Linked DNA regions of Sus scrofa: region 2 is linked to region 1. Evidence: chromatin contacts called from public HiChIP or PLAC-seq data. All regions are on one chromosome and are shown on one strand. The core of a region is the stretch at or near the end of the contact, and the rest is flanking DNA. Distances in the headings are between cores, read along the strand shown. Region 1 overlaps SLC20A2 (sodium-dependent phosphate transporter 2). Region 2 has its middle 28 kb from the start of CHRNB3.

Region 1 (5,798 bases), core at 964-3,463:
ATTAATTAATGCAAGTTCATAGAAACAAGCTGCTTTTGGGTTTTTTTTAATTTATTGAAGTATAGTTGATTTACCAAGTTGTGTTCATTTCTTTCTTTCCTTTTTTAAATTTAGGGCCATACCTGCGGCACATGGAAGTTCCCAGGCTAGGGGTTGAATTGGAGCGGTAGCCACCGGCTTACACTGTAGCCACAGCAGTGCGGGATCTGAGCCACGTCTGTGACCTATACCACAGCTCACGGCAATGCTGGGTCCTTAACCCACCGAGCGAGGCCAGGGATCGAACCTGTGTACTCGTGGATACTAGTTGGGTTCGTTACAATGAGCCACAATGGGACCTCCCGTCTCCTGTATGCTTTTGTTTTAGTTTCATGGACCTGTTGGACTGAGACCCCAAACGTCGCCCCCTCCACCTGCATCGCTCTGCCCCGCCCTCCCCATCACCCACAGTTCATGAGAACCAATTGGGCGGAGTTAACTTGCTTGTAAATGATGCACAGAGAGTTGTCTCTACTGTCATAGGTGGCCTGGAGCAGTCGACTAGCAGCTTCTTCTCGCTGGTGAAGAGGAAGCAGCTGGGTGACTAATGTACATTGGAAGATAGACTATTTTCTTTGGAATGTTTTGATTCTTGAATTTTGGAACAGGTGTGGCCAGGGTTGAAAGAAACAGTGGAATCCATACTCGGCGTATTTGACATGCAGAGAACGGGGAAACTGCTCGGTGGGTGCTGCCTGCCTGCAGCACAGTGGGCGTGGGCGCCATCGTCGGCCTGTTCCTCTCCCAGCCAAATCCGATGTAGAAATATTTATGGTGTATTGGCTTTTTTGGTCTTTTTGTTTTGGGTTTGTTTTTGGTTTAGGGAGGAAGTAACGTCTTAGCTTAGAAACTCTTCGGCTGAACTATGCCGTAATAGGATGAGGAGGATAATTGTGTCAAAAGTAACCTCACGATGCCCTGAGTCTGGCGTAAAGAATTCCAGAGTGAGTTCACTGCGGATCACCGAGAATTGATTATGAATCAGAGCTCAGCCATCTTTGATACGTGCCCACTTCGTTCCCTTGGGGACAGAGGGGAGGTGGGGGCACCTCCGGCGACTTGGGTTGGGGTGGTGGTGAGCACACGGCCCCCCATCTCGTGGGTGAGTGGGTGCTGGTCACAGCTGCCTAGGCCGGGCCTGGGGGTGGATTCCCAGACTGGCAGCCAGCAGGCTGTGTGAACAACAGGAAAGGGTTGTGGCCCCCAGCTCTTGCCAGTGAAAGCCAACCTGTTCGCCACTTTGGGTGACGGGCCACAGGCAGACAGTGCTCCACAGGGATATGGTCAAGTCCTGTGGGTCTGTGTCACCTGCCTGTGCCAGAGAATCAGGGTGTGAGCCCTGCAGCGCAGCCCTGGGATTTGGGAGTTGAGTCAAATAAATCTCTCGAAATCTAAACTGGCATATGACATTTTAAAATGAGGAAAATATGCAGCTCTGAAAAGATTTGTGGGATTATAGCCAAATAGTTACTATGGAAGATAGGTCATGGGGAGGTTAGGAGGGGGCGGGGTAATCCAGTGCCGATCCTGAGAGAAGCGCGGGACAAGTCATTGAACGTCCGCCCATTTAAGAAAACAAAATGGGAACCCGACGTCTCCCAGAGATGTGTGGCGATCTGATTGATGTTGGCGCATGCCTTGATATCTTTCATAAAGTGTCCAGTAAGAGCAAAACATGGCAGAGCAATTTAACGATCTACAGCAAACTGGCCTGAACCATCTTGAGTTGCGATTCAGCAGTCGCTGTGTGTCTTTGACACAAGTCTTTCTTATTAAAGGCAGGTTGTATTTTTTCAAAGAAAGTTCCGTGCTACTCCGAATATTCTTTCAAGTGTCAGCGGTATCCTTGGGGTCTTTCACGGTCAGCTTGAGCTTTAGCATACTTCTTAGACGGCCAGTGTACCCTTCCAGCCTGTACTTCAAAGTGCTTCTTGTCAGGGATGAGGCCTTTCGGGAATCTTTGAGGTGTTTGTTTTCAGTTGTAATTTATCAGTGAACCCGTACCTCAGAGCAGCTCCTTGGGCACTGCAGAAGACAGACCCAGGAAACAAACAAAATTCGTTCATGTTGTATCGAGAGAAGAGCTCTCATTTAAGGCTATTTGTTGGTAGACTTACTGGTGTGTGTTGCCTTTGACGCCTGCTTAATTTTACACAGTACTGGTAAAGCATCTGACAGAAGGTCCTCTTACTTGGTCTTTTCTGAACATGCAGCACTGCCACCTTGTTGCCAAAGTTTTGTCTGATTGAAAGTGCTTGAAAATCAAATGAACTCCTGTTGTGTAAAAGAGCTTACTCTGTCGGTGCTTGCAAAACAGCTTAAAAGGAGATAGTATTCTTGGACTGAATTCAGTAATTAGCATAATTGTGATGCTCGGTATTGTTCCCCAGAGCACGCCCCTTGGCCAGATCTCCCATTAAGAGGACACCGATGTTGTCCTGTTGGATAAACCCCCGCACACATGATGCAGATCAGCGAGTTCCTGCCGGCCTCGCCGGTGCAGTTAATTTTAGCTGGGGTTTGTTCTATGAGTTGTAAAACTGTTTACCCAAGTAGAAGTTAGTAAGCTGAAATGTGACTTCTCGCCCGATGTGAGAGGAGCCTGTTTTAGACTGAGATTGTGTTCGTGATCCCAGGAGCAGTCTTCTGAAGAATTGCAGCTCCGATTTCCTTTGAAAGTACTTTGTAAGTACTGAGTGAATGTCTGAGATTTTTTAGAAATCTTTGTTCTTTGGTCTTTTCTCCTTGAATCTTCCTAATGTTGCTATCACAGTAATTTTTTTTTCTCTCTCTCGGGGAAACTGGAAACTCTGGGATGGGTACTTGAGGGTGTTCTAAGAATGGAGCCGAAAGGTTTTTTTCCTGAAACGTATTCTGCTGCAAGAAACCTGCCTTACTCAGTTTGCCTAGGAGAAAGTATTTGATTCTTACTATTTTTATCTTTGCAAAAGCAACCTGTGGATTATTATATATTTTACCAGTTAAAATCTTTGGTTAATAGAGTGGTGTGTTAATGAGCTTTATTTTCAATGGTAACCTAACTCTTAGAGGAAAAAACATGTTAAAAATTCCTGTGGAATTGTACTTACCGTGAGCTACAAGTTTATGTGCAGAAATAATGAGAGTGTCAAATGTGATTTTGTAAAATATGCAGATGGCGAGTTTTTTCTTTTTAAGGAGGATTGTTGTCCTTAAAAACAGACCCTCCTACTCCTAAAGAGAAGCTCTTAAAAAAATAAAGGTAAATTTAGGAGGATGCCTTTGGCTAGTAATTGAACGCATCCTCTGGAAGATGGATTTAGTAATCGCAATTAATCAAAGGTCATGGAATTCCCTAATCCTGACTCTGCTCTTGATTTAACACGTTGCTGCCAATTTAAATTTGGACTGAAGAAACCTAAAGATTTTAACCTAGAATAAATATTTTGAGTTGAGTCTTAATCACCTTTGCTAAAGTTTGAAGTGTTTTAATTCCAAGGACTCTGACTTCATGCCAAACAGCTTGCTTATGACAGGGAACCGACAGGAATTTCTTAATCCATTAACGGGTAAATTATCTCCCCTCTGGGAATGTGGATTTTAAGGCACCGACTCTAATGGGTGGTGTCTTTGCTGTTCCCCAGACCTCAGGGCTCCAGTATCTGTGGGCCTAGAGGAAGGCATGCCCTTAGATGCCATTTTCCATTTGGAAAGCTGCATTTAAAGACTTCTTTGTTGTTATGTATTGTCTGATTTTTAAATCCCAACGACCCAAGGTGCCAACAATGAAAGGAAATGTTTCAGTGGCACAGTTAGTAGGACAAGAATGTAAGAAGGAAAAAGAGAACTGAGTTCTTGGGCTATTTTTAGAAAGAAACTTAAAAAAAAAAAAAAAAAAAAAAAAACCTTAAGCCTTTTTATTGAGCCGAAGAGAAGTGTGCCGCCCAGATCCCTGGCAATTATAACGGCAAAGTCTGTAATGTCATCTTCAGCCGTTCAAGGGCCGATGAGCGTGTCCTTCAGAGTATATACTTTTATCCAAAGGAACTAACTGTTCTTCTGTTAACTGTTACCAAGGCACCATCAGAATGCCAGGCTTTAGAGGTGTGCTGTAGTTGGACATGAGCTCATTTTCAAGCTGTTATTCATCTGCTCCGTTGTAGTTTAGTCCTGTGGAAAAGAAAAGCTGTTTAAGAGCCATCTAGTTTTTAATTTAACAAAAGGAGTTTCCAGAGGTGTTTGCACCATGAGGAAGCCTGTGTTCTTTTAGGAGGAGTTGCTGAAATGCTCATCACCACTTGCAGCCTGTTGCCTTGGTGATTTACGCGCGCTGTGAAACAGTGATAGAGGCAGAGGAGCACGTTTCCATGATGTCAGGGTCGGGGTGGGACTCTCTCCTGTTTGCCCGTGATGATGCTCCTCCCTGCTACGGTCACAGTCCCCTCCTGAGAAGAGGCTTTGTGGACTGGCCGTGACCTTGGCCCTGACAGGTCCCTGTGCACTCACCTCAGCCTCCCACGGGAATCCAGATGCCGAGAAACCTGGGTAGCTCTGGGCTGTGGCCGGAGCCTGTGGCTTCAGCTGTGTGCTGGGCACACTGCTCTTGACTTGATGCCTCCAGTCGTGTGTGCCCTGCTCTCCTGGCAGCCCGCCCTCCCGTCCTCATCCTCCCCCTCTCAAAATAGTTCTAGCCCCAGAGGCCCTGACAGAGGAACTCCTGACTGCTCTGGATTCCTAGAGAAGGGCCATCTGCTGTAAGCCTCAAGGGGGCTCAGGGAGACGGAGAGGACCCTTCCTCTGGATGCCCCGCGTCCACGTGCGGCTGTCCATGGGGCACTGTGGCTGGATGGGAACTTCTGTTATCACCAGCTTGCAATTAGTTTTTTTTTTTTTTTTTTTCTTTTCTTTCAGGGCCGCACCTGCAGGATATGCAAGTTCCCAGGCTAGGGGTCGAATCGGATCTATAGCTGCCAGCCTGTACCACAGCCACAGCAATGCCAGATTCAGGCCACATCTGTGATCTACACCGCAGCTCATGGCAACGCCGGATCCTTAGCACATTGAGTGAGGCCAAGGATCGAACCCGTATCCTCATGGATTCTAGTCGGGTTTGTTACCACTGAGCTACGACGGGAACTCCCCAGCTTCCCTTTTGGTTTGGAGCTGCTCAGGGACCACAGCTCTGGAATGTTCTCTCCCAGAAGGAAATGTTGCAGGGCTCAGGCTCAATGCTGAGTTTCCACGTTCTATCTGGAGCAGCGGGGGCGGGGGGTGGGCTTGGGCTCTGCCATCTAGGGCACAGGGTGTGGTCGTAGGACCCAGCCCCCGGGCAGGGAATCTGAGGGCTCCTGGAAATGCTGGGGCACTGTTACTGTTCAGCTGTAGTAAGCGCCCCCAGAGCCAAACAATGCACAAAGGAAGCGATGGTGCCTACTCGCCAAGAACCCTCGTGCTCGAAGTAGGCGGGCCCCAGAGCTGACTTACACATCGAGTGAGCTGGCAGAGCCAAGAATGGAAGGAAGGAGAGGAGAACAGGGTGAGCAGGGAAGGTCCGGGGTCGCCCTCAGGCCACCTTTCAGTTCATCTGGCCTTTTGCCAGGGGCAGAGCCACCGGGCACTGCCTTCCCTGTTCCTGGGAAGGGGTGGAGGTGGGGGCGAGGACGGCCTCCCGGGCCTGACCCACAGCCCCAGTTCCCTGTGATGATCCCCGGCACTGGGAGGAGGCTCAGGAGTTTCCGCCTGCACCTGGACTGTTGCTGTTCTGTAGAGCAAGAGACATG
Region 2 (5,798 bases), core at 1,720-4,219, 150 kb before region 1:
TTTGGGGGAGAATAGGAGGTGGTTTGATAGTTTGGGAGTGACAAATAGGGCCACAGCTGAGGATTAGGGTAGATGCATGCTTGCGTTGTTTTTCATAGCTGGTGATGAGTCGTCCTAGGACTTGTTCTGTGGGTCCTTCTTTCCAGCAGGACTAATGTTTCATTCCTATCTTCCATTTGTTGGGGGTTTTAGTGCTTCCGAAAAAAATCAAAGACATTGTTATCTAGGTTCCTTGAGGAGGAACCAGGACCCTGCCCCAAGGCTGCCCTATTGTTTCTTGCCTGCTCCTCCCAGGTCTCTGCATCCCCTCCCTTCTCTGATTAGCAATTGTTTGAACTCTAGGTAGGTCAAGGAGGCTGAATGAAGCCTATTTCCTAAATGGCGATGAGGAACATAGGCTTTTGTGCCCAGGAGCCCCAGGGTCCTTCCTGCTGGCTTTTAACAGTAGGGGGTTTAGATAAACACAATTGATCACAGGTTGATAACTGTTGAAGCTGGGTACAGTACACAAAGGATTGCATTTTCTTCTGCCTGCTTTTGCCTCTGTTTGGGATTTTCCATAATAAATGATTGTTTATGTGAGACTGCTCTAGATCCCAAAAGCTGACCCGTATCCTCCCCCTGTTTGCATTCTTCCCACAACAAGCCTAACCCTCCCAGAAGCAAATCAGTGGTCAGAAACCGCACACCAGGGGTTGTAGTGGGGAAAAGCAACAGACACATTTCCAAAATAGGATCTCCATTTCGGAAGATTTATTTTTGATAGAAGATGATAAGTTTCATGTTACATGTGTTGGATTTGAGACTCCCAGTGAAAATGCAAGACTTCAGGCAGGCAGATGTAGCAGGGCTGACATCACCATGGAAAAAGTGTGGGCATGAAACCAAGCAGGACTCTGTGGGGCGTCTGGGTACACAGGCTTTTCAGGGTCCCCCATTTCTTGCTTTTAGGGAATAAGCTTAAGCCTCCATGGCCTTCTCTGAGTTCCAAAGGGCAGGTTCAAAGAGTTGATAATCGGGAGGAAAAGTCAAGAAACAACAAAGCAGCTTGGGGCAGGGTCCTGGTTCCTCTTCAAGGAATATACATAAAACATCTTTGAGCCTTCCTGTGGAACTAAAACCCCCAACAAATGAAAACAGGAGAGGGGGACCAGCAGAACCAGTCCAGGGGCCAACTATGAAGAATGACAGCTTGCCTCCCCCCTGATCCTTATCCATGGCCCTATTTCCCACTCCCAAACTGTAAAATCACCTCCTAATCTCTAAAGGGGGAGCACAGTCTTTAGGGCATTAGCCCTTTGCCTGGCTAAGCAATAAAGTTACTTTTTTCTCCTTCACCCAAAACCCTGTCTCTGTGTTTCTATTTGGCACTGGTGACAGAGGATGAGTTTTGGCAACAGGCAGAAAAGAAAAAGACAAGGACTTGATGGAGTTCCCACTGTGGCACAGCAGAAATGAATCCGACTAGTATCCATGAGGTAGTGGGTTTGATCACTGGCCTTACTCAGTGGATTAAGGATCTGGCGTTACCATGAGCTGTGGTGTAGGTCGAAGATGCAGTTCGAATCCCACGTTGCTGTGGCTGTGATGTAAGCCAGCAGCTGTAACTCTGATTCAATCCCCAGCCTGGGAATTATCCATGAGGACTTGGGTTCGATCCCTAGCCTCACTCGGTGGGTTGGGGATCTGGTGTTGCCAGGAGTTGCAGTGTAGGTCACAGATAAGGCTTGGATCTGGCATTGCTGTGGCTGTGGTATAGGTCGGCAGCTGCAGCTCTTATTCAACCCCTAGCCTGGGAGCTTCCATATGCCACATGTGCTAAAAAGCAAAACAAACAAAAGAGAACTCCTTTGGTTAACTGCTGACATAAGGAGTATCTGGCAAACAAATTTGATTTTCTCTTCCATTGTCCTTTTATTTATTTATTTCACTTTTTAAAACTTAGCCCATGAGTTCCCGTCGTGGCTCAGTGGTTAACAAATCCGACTAGGAACCACGAGGTTGCCAGTTCAATCCCTGGCCTTGCTCAGTGGGTTAAGGATCCGGTGTTGCTGTGAGCTGCGGTGTAGGTTGCAGACTTGGCTCAGATCCTGCGTTGCTGTGGCTCTGGCATAGGCAGGTGGCTACAGCTCGGATTCGACCCCTAGCCTGGGAACCTCTACATGCCACAGGAGTGGCCCTAGAAAAGACAAAAAGACCAAAAATCCAAAAAAAACAAAACTTAGCCCAGATTTGGCTTTTTTTGTTTGTTTTATTTTATTTTATTTGCTTTTTAGGACCACACCTGTGGCCCAGGCTAGGGGTCGAAGTTCCCAGGCTAGGGGTCGAATCAGGGCTACAGCTGCTGGCCTACGCCACAGGCACAGCAATGTCAGATCTGAGCCGAATCTGCTACCTACACTGCAGGCTCATGGCAACACAGGATCCTTAATCCACTGAGTGAGGCCAGGGATGGAACCAGCATCCTCATGGATACCTCATGGATTTGTTACCACCGAGCTACAAGAGAAACTCCTCCCATTGTCCTTTTAAATGCACTCATTGAAGGCAATTGTCCGTGGCTTCCAATGGAAAAGGGCAGACCCTGGCTTCCCTATTCAGTCTTAGATGAAAGCCCCCTCTGTGGTCAGGATAGGCTCTTGGAAGTGAGACTGCTCAGTTTAACCTTCTAACAACTGCTTCAGCCTCCCTTCAAGGTTAAGGTCCTCTTGCCCCCTTCCCTCCCCCTGCTAATGGAGCTGGGCCACCTGCTCTCATGGGAGGGTGTGTGGCCCGTGGTTTCGGGGACGCTGGGGAAGAGGAGGAGGCTGCAGAAGCAGTGAGGACTGGGAGCTGATCCTCACTTGGCTGGCGATGGCTTGGCTGGGTGCAGAGGAGGCTGGCAGCTGGTGGGAGGGGACAGAACTGCTGACGGCTGTGACCTGTGTGGCCTCGAAAAGGAAGCCCTGTGTCTTACCGCTTGTAATTAGGGCTGAATCACCAGTGCCACCCTGCTTGGCCACAAAAGCAGAGCAGATGGCAGCTGAGAAGAGTGATGGAGAGAGATCCCTTTTTTCCACTCCTGCCTTCAGGGGTACACAAAGCTCGGTCATGGTCATGGCGCCCTTGCTTCAAGGTAGGGGGCAGGGTGAGGAGGTAGAACCACTCACTTTGGGTACAGGCCCTAAGAGGGCCCCCCAAATTCAGCTGTCAAGATAAATAATCTTTTTTTTTTTTTTTTTTCTTTTTAGGGTCACACCCTCAGCACATGGAAGTTTCCAGGCTAGGGTCCAGTCAGAGCTGCCGCTGCCAGCCTATACCACAGCCACAGCAACACCGGATCCGAGCCACGTCTGTGACTTACACCACAGCTCATGCCAACGCTGGATCCTTAACCCAATAATTGAATCCTAGATACTAGTAGGTTCATTACTGCTGAGCCACATCCGGAACTCCAAGATAAATAATCTTTCAATGCAATATGTTAAAAAATCAAAATCAATAGAAAAATCCATGATGAGCAAAAAATTGTTACTAATTTTCCCTTTTGCTTCAGGCTCTGGTGTGGTTAAAGGCAGAGCTTTAACTGACCCTGTCTTTTTAAAATTTTGATATTTTGCTCATCATGGACGTTTTTTGGGGGGAGGGAGCACACCCACAGCATTCAGAAATTCCTGGGCCAGAGATCAAACTTGCACCAGAGCAGTGACTTGAGCCTCTGCAGTGACAATGCCAGATCCTTAACTGCTGAGCCACCAGGGAACTCCTCATCACGGACTTTTGACATTAATTTCGACCTTTAGCATTAAGGAGTTTTCAGCCATGCACATGAATACAGGTTAAAAAAATGGTCCTCTCACACAACAAGGTCCTATGGTGTATCCCGTAATAAACTGTAATGGAAAAGACTAAGAAAAGGAACATATATATACATAAAACTGAGTCACTTTGCTGTACAGGAGACAAGAACACAACATTGTAAATCAACTCTACTTCAACAAAGTTTAAAAATAAATAAAAGGGAGTTCCCATCGTGGTTCAGCAGAAACAAATCTGACTAGTATCCATGAGAATTAGGTTCAATCCCTGGCCTCACTCAGTGAGTAAAGGATCCGGCGTTGCATAAGCTGTGGTCACAGATGCAGCTCAGATCCTGCATTGCTGTTGCTATGGTGTAGGCCGCAGCTGCAGCTCCAATTAGACCCCTAGCCTGGGAACTTTCATATGTCGTGGGTGTGGCCCTAAAAAGAAAACACGTACATACATACCTACATAAATAATTGGAGTTCCCGATGTGGCTCAGCAGTAGCAAACCAGACAGATCCATGAGGACGTAGGTTCAATCCCTGGCCTCCGTCAGTAGATTGAGAATCCGGCATTGCTGTGAGCTGTCGTGTAGGACACAGACGTGACTCAGACCTGGCATTGCCGTGGCTGTGGCCTAGGACAGTGGCTACAGCTCCAATTTGACCCCTAGCCTGGGAACTCCCATATGCCACGGGTGCGGCCCTAAAAAGCAAAAATACATAAATAAATAAATAATTTAAGACCACCGTCTAGTTAGCGACAATGGTCAGTCTCCTGGTTTTGATACTGTACTGCAAGGTATACAAACGTTCAGCACAGAGCCGTTGTTGCAACTTCCTGTGAGGCCATAATTATTTAAACATTAAAAATTTTGAAAACAATGGTTTGTATAAATTACTGGAATTTTGGCACCCAGTTTGATTTGGGGCCCAAGATGAGTGCCTCGTTTGCCTGCCCTAGTCCTGGCCCGGCCTGTCCTGCTGCTCTCAAAACAGTGGGAACGGCAACCAGGTAGAGGCCTTGGTTCCCTCAGGGCTGCCATGGGGCCCCCACCACCCCCACTAGCTCTGTCCTTGGACCCCATACTCCTCCTCCATCAGCATTTCTTTTCTTTTTTTTTTTTTTTTTTTGTCTTTTCTTGGGCCGTCCCACAGCATATGGAGGTTCCCAGGCTAGGGGTCCAATCAGAGCTGTAGCCACCGGCCTATGCCAGAGCCACAGCAACGCAGGATCCGAGCCGCGTCTGCAACCTACACCACAGCTCACGGCAACGCCGGATCCGTAACCCACTGAGCAAGGGCAGGGATCGAACCTACAACCTCATGGTTCCTCATCGGATTCGTTAACCACTGAGCCACGACGGGAATTCCCCATCAGCATTTCTGTCTTGCAACGAACACCATGTCTGCAAGGTTCAGTCATGTGCAACACAGGGGTAGCGGTTCCTTTCGTGGCTTGAGCATTCAAGGTCTGTCTCAGTAAGGACTGCACCCATGGCATATGGAATTTCTGTGGCAGGTATCCAATCCGAGCCAGAGCTGCGACCTATGTCTCAGGTACGGCAAGTCCAGTTCCTTAACCCACGGCACTCAGGCTGGGGATTGAACCTGACCCTCCGCAGTGACCCAAGCTGTTGCAGTCAGATCCTTAACCCACTGTGCTACAGTGGGAACTCCCGTAAGGACTGCTCTTGGTGTTGACATACCCTGTTCTGTCCTAGCCTCTATCTTGGTTGTAAGTTGGGGGCTATGGGTTTAATGAGGGCCCAGGCAATTCCAGTGGGCCTGCCTAAGGAGGGGACCTCCACCCTCTGCCAGTTCCTAACTTCAGGTGAGTATTAGATCTTCTAGATCAGTGTCACCTGGGAACTTGTGGAAAATGCCTGTTCTCAGGCCCCTCCCTGGATGTGAGACACCCTGGGTTGCCCAGCCGTCCAGGTCTGAGAACAACTAATCTTTAAAAATATAGGATGGGAGTTCCCATTGTGGTTCAGCAGTGTGGAAAGTAACATA

What was found. HiChIP or PLAC-seq counts read pairs in DNA pulled down with a chosen protein or histone mark.
Region 2: a contact with region 1 is called in an H3K27ac HiChIP or PLAC-seq map of skeletal muscle. The contact joins two enhancer-like sites. A contact is called at or near these places in 3 of 47 Hi-C or Micro-C datasets (fetal skeletal muscle, heart right ventricle and subcutaneous adipose tissue) and 1 of 2 datasets of contacts at active chromatin or transcription factors (skeletal muscle).

The regions. Positions count from the first base shown.
Region 1 is chr17:11,508,211-11,514,008 of Sscrofa11.1, reverse strand. The region is part of intron 2 of SLC20A2 (sodium-dependent phosphate transporter 2); the gene reads left to right. Among named protein-coding and RNA genes, the nearest start is that of SLC20A2, 39 kb to the left of the region's middle. Within about 2 kb of position 2,213, at least 22 of the 83 cell types and tissues checked have an H3K27ac peak or open chromatin away from gene starts, as enhancers often do. A contact at or near this core is called in skeletal muscle, where this site is marked.
Region 2 is chr17:11,656,877-11,662,674 of Sscrofa11.1, reverse strand. No RefSeq gene overlaps it. Among named protein-coding and RNA genes, the nearest start is that of CHRNB3, 28 kb to the left of the region's middle. Within about 2 kb of position 2,969, at least 4 of the 83 cell types and tissues checked have an H3K27ac peak or open chromatin away from gene starts, as enhancers often do. A contact at or near this core is called in skeletal muscle, where this site is marked.